Linked DNA regions of Sus scrofa: all the other regions are linked to region 2. A link is a contact called in public Hi-C data. All regions are on one chromosome and are shown on one strand. The core of a region is the stretch at or near the end of the contact, and the rest is flanking DNA. Distances in the headings are between cores, read along the strand shown.

Region 1 (2,819 bases), core at 151-2,650, 95 kb before region 2:
TCTATTCTTTGTCATGCTATGACTTATCAGGGGTTGGTAAGACAGCAATTTGGGAATAAGTCAGTATTATCAACTTTAATCTCTAAACCAACAGTTATGGAGGATGGCCTTTTAGGACTTCCTTTGTGGTCACATTTTGACAGTCTTGTGTCAATTTTTGCTACAAAGATAAATCATACCTATGTGCAGCTCATGCAGTATTTCTTGCACATTTAAAGAGATCTTTACAACAAAATAGATATCCCCAAAGTATCTTCTTTACCTCATTGAAAAACAAACAAACAAATAAAACTAAGGAGCCAAGGAGTCCCCTTGTGGTTCCGTGGTAAAGAACCCGATTACTATCCAAGAGGATGTAGATTCGATCCTGGCCCCACTCAGTGGATTAAGGATCTGGCATTGCTTCGAGCTGTGTCGTAGGTTGCAATGGCTGTGTTGCCAGAAGCTACAGCTACAATTCGACCCCTAGCCTGGGAACTTCCATATGCTACACGTGTGACCCTAAAAAGACAAAAAAAAAGCAAAACAAAACCCCAAAACCCAAGGAGCCAAGCTATCTGACTCCCTGATGGTCTCCCACAATGCAGGGACCCTTCTACAGAACTCCCTTCTATAGCATGCCCGTCAGCAGACCACACACTTTATTGACCAGCAGTGGCACCACTGCTGCCCAAGGGTGAATTTCCATTTTTTGGCAGACAACTAATTTCATAAGAAATGCACAACATGGAGAAAATAAGCCTCGTTTAAACAGAAATGCCACAGGCAACCAACAGTCTATCTCCTTATCCATACTTTAAATGAATGATTGTATTTGCCAAGTCCTAGAGATTCAATATCTGCCATGTCTTACACATCCAACCCCTTGCTGTGCATTTTCATGGCAACACAGAACTTAAGATTCCCCACCTCCTCTCACCTGGAATAATTTCACTAACTTTCTAGCTGATATCTTCAGTTTTCCGCCACATTCCACTCCCCCAATTCAGCCTATATTCAGTGTTTACATTAATCTCCCTAAAACAGAGCTCATATTATTCTACATGTCTTCAAAGACTGCTCACTGCACACAATTAAATAAAAAGGTATTGGTGTGACTCTGAGGACCTCCACAGAAGGGTTCCATCATTTCTCTTGGCCATATGTCTTATTAGTCCCTTAGTTATTCATGCTTTTTCCAGTCATTTTTCAGTCATCCTTCCTGGAACTTATCCTATACATCTCTACTTATTTTCTTCCTGCCCCCTATTATTTTCTGGAATCCTTCCCTTATGTCTATCAATATTAGCACACCATTCAAGGCCTACTTATTTTCCACCTTTTTTCATGAACTGTTTCCCGAGTGCAAAGACACATTACAGTGATTTCATCAGTGTATCTGACTTAACTCTACACTCACTGCAGTGTAAGACATTTGAAAGGAAGTGCTGTCTTTATTCACCATTGTAAAACCATCTTACCCTTACTAGGCACTTAATGAACGTTTTTTGAACTACTGTTGCTGATTTGCCTGTCATACTTCTTTTTTAAGTTACAGAGATCATGTATACATTAACCATAGTGACAAATAATTATAATACAGAGGTTTTAAACAAAAAACATCACCACCATAACATTAATTGAAGGACCACTGCACAAAAGACACATTATATGCATCACATGATTTAATCATGACAGCCACTCTGTGATGTATGTATTATTCTCATTTATAGATGACAAAACCAAAACTCGGAACGGGTAAAGTAACATGTCCAAGTCATACATTTATTCAGTCATAGCTGAGACTAGAACCAAAAACTGCTGACCAAATTCTTGCTATTTCCTCTATATCACCAAAAGCAAAGCAGTTACTAGTTATGGTAAAGAAAAAAAGGATGTCAGTATGCTAAAGAAGAGTGACTTTGAATCAGTGTGTGCCATCTGACATTTTCTTTACTGCATGTTGAATACAGGTGTAGTAGTTTGCCTGATTTGAGCAAAGAGAAATTTGTCTGAGAGCCTGTTTTGGAAGAAGACCAGCTTCCACTGCCAGATTTTCTGAGCATGGATTTTATTTCATATAAGAGCAATCTACTTTGAACTGGTGTTTGGCAACCATCTGCTTAACATAACTGTGGGAGGTTTGTGAAGCAAATTACATGGTGAAATTCTCTCTTTGATAAGGCAAGTACAAATTTTTGAACCAAACTTCCATAAGAAGTAAAGTCATTTTTATAAAATCTAGCTGAGTGGACATATTCCCAAAGGGATCCTCACACTGGATTGCCAGAGGTCACTGAGGACGCTTAAACCAGGTCAGAAGGCAGTGCTGCCGGAGCACTAAAGAGAAAGAGATAAGAAATGAAGCAGGGTTTCTATTACGGGGCCAGGGCAACAGAGGCGAGAACCAAAGCCAGGTGATGCACTTCGGCTTTACTGAGTCTCTGAACTGAAGTGACAGAGAACCCCACAGCTTTCCATAACCTGGCTTCAAATATCCCTGGTTGCCAAAACTTGGAATAAACATCAAAGCTAGAGAAGTTCTTTCCCTGATGTTCCTCCATAAATACTCACTATTTCCATAAAATAAAGAGTGTCAACATTTGGCGCCGAGATGCAGGATTGTTCAGTTAAAAATGTATAACCAAGAAGCACGGTAACAAAAAAGAGAAAACGTGAAGTGGTAATTACGAAAAATGAATCTGGACAACCACCCAGCAAATTTTTATAGATCAGTATCAGATATTTATCTTCTACGAAGTAGCAGCAGAAAAATTTTTTTGCAACATGCATACCTATTTCCTACCCTTAATGAATAGACACTTTAGTTAGTCATATGG
Region 2 (3,028 bases), core at 312-2,811:
ATTCACAATTCCAACAGAATCTGGATATTACCTTCTATCTGGACAGCTGCAATTTATTCCAAGCTGCCCAATCTTTCTTGGAATTCAAGTTAAAACAAAGCAAAACAAGTCCAAATCCATGACAGCTATAGAGATGAGAACTGATTGATCGATTCACATCCCAGAAACAGATTACAAGGAGGGGACGACAAATTAAGGCAGAAGACATCATCTGCAACCCGATTCTCTGAGCGTCCTTTACAGAAATCGTTACCCTAATCATAACCACAATCCATCCCTCCCAGAGAAAAAATGTCTATAGTATTATTATTATTACTGGTTAACAGCAACAAGTCATTTGATCACATCACAGTGCAAAACGAGATGCTATATAATTACACTTAACTTTGAAAACACTCCCCCCCTTTGCAAATCAGATACACATATTTATATATAATCTATGAATCAGAGACAAATAAAACAAGAGCTGTTCTTCGCCACGCAAAAGCCAAGCGGAGATTTACCTCAGCAGTGCATGCAGTAAAATAATCCCATCACCCTTTTGTTTGTGTTTACTGTTAGTGTGTCCTCTCTTTTTCTTTCTTTCCTGTGCCTAACGTGTGTTTGTGCACTGCAGTTGGTGGTGGAAACTAAGGCAGTGGATCTGTAGCTAAGGGTAATCCTGTTTTTACTTCCTCCATCTTCAGCGAGGAGCAGGGTTAGCCCGGGACAGCTGGTCAAACCCCGAGAAACCGATCCGCCTGAGCCAGAGCACATCTCCCCCGCCGGCCGGGCTCGCGCAGACGCCCGCGGGCGGAGGGCTGGCTGGCGGCGGCGGCGGCCACCGCGGCGGCGGCGGCGGCGGGCCCGGGGCGCGGGGACTGGCGGGCAAGAGGACGGGCGTGCGCGCGCGCGTGCGTGTGCGGGGCCTGGGCGCCTGTGCGTGTGTTCGTGTGTGTATGTGTGTGTTTATGTGTGTGTATGTGTGTGTGTGCGCGCGCGCGGGGGGGGCTGGGGAGGGCGCGAGTGCGCGTGTATGCGCGCAGGGCCGCTCGGCGCGCTCGGCAATCGATTACAGGACAAGTGCTGCCCCTGCGGCTCCGCGACGCGCGCACTCTCCTCGCGCCCACCCGCGCGCCGGGCCGCGTACCCCCTGGCCCGGCGCCCCCGGACGGTGGACCCCGCCCCCAGAGGGGGCACCAGGTAACCCGCTTCCGAGAGTACCCCGGCAGCCCCAATCCACACACCCCCGAGTCCTGGTAAATCTCACGTTTTCTGCCGGCTCGAAAGGAAGAATTGTAACGGCGAGGGGAGGTTCATTTCGGCCTCGTGAAGTTTTCTTTCAAACTGGGATTTGTGGTGAGGCCAGGCGAAAGGAGCGAGGCTGCTATCCAGGCGCGCGACGCGGAGCTCCGGGATCGGCGTCCTGGCCGGAGTCTGGGTGTGCGCGTGGACCCACCCACTCGGCTTCGCAATTAACTGTGCCGTGCAATTTCAGAAAAGGGCGCCGGATAGACCGAGGAGAGAGGGGTCCTCGGGAATGGATTGAGAAGGAAAGTCAGGTCTGAGATGAAGCTCAACTATTACTATTTTGAAAGTGCTTTACAGTGCAAGTTTAAAATTAGAGTGTTTACTTGTTTTTTTTTTTTTGTCCACCGGGCATGTGCCACGTCCACCAAAGTCAGAGGAACGGGTGAGGGTCCAAAAAGTTGTTAGGAGTAAACTATTGCCCATCAATAGCATCAATTGGCTATAGAACAGCTTTTGTATTTGGGAAGAACTTATACGGATCGTCAATGAGAAAAAAAAAAAAAAATACATGTTCTTTCTACAACTAGTCGCATTTAGCATCTTTCTCGACCACATTTGCAAAAAGAGGGAATAGAGACTTCTATAATTAAAGAGAAAAGGAAAATGAAAGGAGCTCAAAATACTGAACTGTGTAGTCTGGGTGGCTTACGTTTGAAAACATATGAAATTATCAGGACTGCCAAACAGCATTTCTGAGAAACCATATCACAGATTGTGAAAAAAATCAATGCTGAAAGAGTAGGAACAGGCACTGTAGTCCTACTCCTTTCAAGAATCCCAGAAATAGTTACTGAAGTTTTTTTTTTCTGCTGAGGAAAGAAAAATGATACATGGAAAATACAATCATCAACTATATCTTAAGCGCCATTCTGTATGTCTGGGAAATTTTGGATAACACCTTTTCTTTAGATTTTGGGATTGGGAACGAATTTATTCACATTGATACACACTAAATAATGGACACCATATGTATGACACTGTATTTAAGTTGTTTAATGAATTACTTTTTAAAAGTTTACTTCCTCTAGATTTATTAAACAGCAATTGTACCAGTGGGCTCATTTTTTAAATTATGACAAGTGATAGTCGGTGCTATGCCACAAACAAAATTAACCAATTTTTATTGGAGAGCAAATCATTTGAGCTCAGGCTAACAACTACTTCATGACGATTTTAAGAACACTGTGTGTTATATATTAGTAAAGCAGGTTTAAAAAAAAAAAAAACACCTGTCAGTTATCTAATTAAAAGTAATTTTCCTAAAGTCATATTTGGGAAAAACCAAACAGAACTCCACAAATCACTCTAATCACCCCCATAGATAGCAGAGATTTTAAATTATAATAGAAAATCAGAGTGTTCATAATACATAAATTCTCAATATATAAAGGGTAACTTCTCTAAACTGCTGTAAATCCCCCTAAATATTACACCTAAGTGTTTTAAGTATCTGCAAAATTGTGGAGATCCTTAGAAAAGATGAATTGAAATATATTCAAAATTAAGATGAAATAAATATCAGGATAGTTTCAACAATTTCATTCTTTAGTAGAAGAGAATTTGTTGTAAAGTCTTAAGGAAGCATCCTCAAGTTTCCCCAAACTACCAGTTGATATTAGACTTTGCCCCTAGCTGATTAGAGCTTAATTTAGCACCCTTGAAAGCCTATCCTTTGCATGAGTTGCTTTCATTGGCTCCCTAATCACCAGAGGCACGCTCTCTCCCTCTAGTGGCTAAA
Region 3 (2,975 bases), core at 135-2,634, 66 kb before region 2:
GTGATTTCATTTAAATAAGGCTTTGTTTAAAAAATCTGATTAAGAACTTTATTCACCATATTCTGACTTCAGAAACTATTTTTAAAGGCTTATTTACAAAAGCCAGTAAAACTGGAATTTATTCATCAACCCATGAGAGTTAGTGTGCTGGTTTCACTGTGGTGTAATAAAAGAATGAGAGAGTGGATATCTACTCAGCAAAGGTGTTGCAGCATTAATGATAGGGAAACTGACCTGAGAAAAACATTTGAAACCCACAACATAATCTGTAGAATGAAGGAGGTGACATGATGTAGGGCTAGCCTGCCGGTCACTACAATGTACTATTTCAGAATTACTTTATCCTGATGGTTAACCTCTTTATGTTTTGCTATGTATACAGAAGAGCAGGTCTGTATTCTAAATTATCCTTGAAGAGGTTGCACCTTGTTAATGATAGGTGTCAAGATCTCCAAGAGAGATGGACTTTACTCACTGGAAAATGTTAAGACTTTCCGGGATCACTCTGGCCAAGCTCTTAAACTTGAGAAGGTGGTGATTAAAAGTTAGCAAGTGGCTCTGCAGTGGTGAGATGTGGAGTAAAGAATAATTGCTAACCCGAACTGCAGGCAACACCAAATAGTAATTTTACCAAATTATTGATCTCAAGACTGCTTAGTTTAGGAATCGTCATCCAATAAGAATTACCTGGACTTGGAAAAAGATCTTTGAATTTTCATCTAAATGCTATACTAATAAATATTTTATTCTTCAATATTCAGCAATACTCCTCAGCATTTAAATAGAACTCTGAATGGAAGCATGTAGAATCTAGGGAAAGAATCTCTGGAATGCTGTTACTGTTTGAATAGTTCCTATCCTGCAAATACCTGCATCCGAACAGGAAAAAAAAAAAAAAAAAAAAAAGCTAGAAGAAAGCTGCAAATGTTATTAATTTACTAGTACTAAACTCCCTGAAAATATCATTTTAACAGTGCAGAATAATATAGGACATGAGGTATGATTCACAAAAAAGCAGACAAAAGCAGCTCTAATTTTCCATAGACAGAAATGTCACCTGTGGCTGCAGGGAAGCAGAACTGATCTTGATGTGGTATTAATTCAGGTGAGTGAGAGGAGTCTACTTATTTTTCGCACGTAAACATGAGCCACAGCAGGGGTAGCTCATTTTCTTTCATATCCCGACAGATGTGATAGTTAGTCCCTCAGCACAACTACAGGGACTAACAACCCTTTCAGAGAGACACCCCCACCCTTTCTACAATCAGGCACCAGTCCCGCAGCCCCTGGCTGTGCTCGAGCAAAGAATTTTAGGAATGGGGAATGGAATGGCATATTCCCTAGAGAGGTTAGCCTGGAATGGGGGTGGAGAGGGGGGAGGAAAAGAGGGCACCCTTCACATCCCTGTCAGTCAACTATTATTAACTATTATGCTGATGGAATGGAATCTAACCTTATACTGGCCACCTCTGGCTTTCTTCCAGATTCAACAGGATTGCCAAAGAAGAGGCTGTGGTTTTATTAAGTGATCTAGCCTTTGCTCCTTAAAGATCTCTCTGTTAATGTAATAGGAAGAGTCTCAACATAATACTCTCTAGCATACATTTACTCTGTTCTGGAAAAAACTTCCATAATACTAGTACACTTAGAGTAGTAATCTTAGGTTTAAAACAAAGGTTAGAGGAGGTCAAATGATGGAAAACCTGAGCAAACCAAAAGTCTTGATATACAATGTATGGTGAGATTAGCCCTGGTAGAGCAGAGAACAAAAATGTGATCTAAATACTGCCTGCTGCTGTATCTGACTCATTATTTCTGTGGGAATTTTGATTTGCATAAAGGTAAGCCAGATCTTATGAGGCAGCAAATACCAACGCACATCACTGACCATATTTCCAAGCCAGAAAACCCCTACAATTTAAAATACTGATTTTAACACTTTGTTGTACCTCCTAGAACTTCAAAGTGTTAAAATCAGTATTTTAAAAATGCAACTAATTTAAATAATAAAGACTCCTTTTATCTATATATGTATGATAAACACTCATTATTATTCGTTCATCCAAACCCTATCCCATTCCAAAATATTTAAAATAGTTTTTAAAATAATATTCCTTTTGTCAAAAATAATAATAACTGAAGATATTTATACCTACTAATTTAATTCCAGGCACTATACTAAGACTTCAGCAAACATTATCTAATGTAGTCATCAAAAATAACCCAGTCAAATAAGTAAGAGTATCCACATTTATAGATGAGGACATCACATCTTAAAAAATTAAATAACTTAGGCAAATCATAATTAGTAAGCAGCAAAATCTCAGAGAATAAAGATATGGAAAGAAGAAAAACACATAATGACAGAAAAACAATGAGTGTCTAACACACATAAAAGATCTGCCATATATGTCAGCAGGAAAGTCATGCATGATGTTCCAAGGTCTGGCAGCTTTGGACTTCAATTACACTGTAAGGAGTTCCATACCAGCACTACCCTGCAAGAGCATTCTGGTTCTCCATTCCTTTGGATAAGACACGTTGTATAAGAGTCAAGACTTCTATCTTCAAATGTTGGAAACAGAGCTCCTGACTTCAGTCCCCAAATCCAATCCTCCTCCCAGTTCTCCCAGGTCAATAAATGACATCATTACTCACCAGGTTGCTTAGGTCAAAACTAGCAGTCATTCCTGACACCTTTCCCTCATATGCTACTTCTAATCCATCAGTAAATCTGACAGGTTCTTACATAATCTATCTGACCACTTCTCACCATCCCCATTGCTCTTGCTCTAGGGGGTGCAACCAGCATTTTCCCCCAGGTCTCCTTAATGTCACTTTGTTTGCACCACTTTTCCCTTTGTCCAATCTACCCAGAATGGCCTTTTTGAAATATTTATTTACCCACTGCTTTTCTTCTCTTACACTACTGTAACTAACTTGGTTTTACTGTTCGCCTCGAATTCATAAAATAC

The links. Hi-C and Micro-C count contacts between places; a contact is called where the count stands out from the background.
Region 1: a contact with region 2 is called in a Hi-C map of alveolar macrophages, with 2.2 times the contacts expected there. The contact joins the enhancer-like site here to the promoter of IKZF2 in region 2. A contact is called at or near these places in 2 of 47 Hi-C or Micro-C datasets (alveolar macrophages and embryonic fibroblasts) and 2 of 2 datasets of contacts at active chromatin or transcription factors (alveolar macrophages and skeletal muscle).
Region 3: a contact with region 2 is called in a Hi-C map of skeletal muscle, with 4 times the contacts expected there. The contact joins the enhancer-like site here to the promoter of IKZF2 in region 2. A contact is called at or near these places in 2 of 47 Hi-C or Micro-C datasets (blood and skeletal muscle) and 2 of 2 datasets of contacts at active chromatin or transcription factors (alveolar macrophages and skeletal muscle).

What each region holds. Positions count from the first base shown.
Region 1 is chr15:115,580,876-115,583,694 of Sscrofa11.1, forward strand. All of the region lies in intron 3 of IKZF2 (zinc finger protein Helios), which reads right to left. Among named protein-coding and RNA genes, the nearest start is that of IKZF2, 95 kb to the right of the region's middle. Within about 2 kb of position 1,401, at least 4 of the 83 cell types and tissues checked have an H3K27ac peak or open chromatin away from gene starts, as enhancers often do. A contact at or near this core is called in alveolar macrophages, where this site is marked.
Region 2 is chr15:115,675,942-115,678,969 of Sscrofa11.1, forward strand. It overlaps IKZF2 (zinc finger protein Helios), which reads right to left and starts at 1,562. Exons shown (of 8, transcript XM_021076006.1): 1 at 1,250-1,562.
Region 3 is chr15:115,610,422-115,613,396 of Sscrofa11.1, forward strand. The region is part of intron 3 of IKZF2 (zinc finger protein Helios); the gene reads right to left. Among named protein-coding and RNA genes, the nearest start is that of IKZF2, 66 kb to the right of the region's middle. Within about 2 kb of position 1,385, at least 12 of the 83 cell types and tissues checked have an H3K27ac peak or open chromatin away from gene starts, as enhancers often do. A contact at or near this core is called in skeletal muscle, where this site is marked.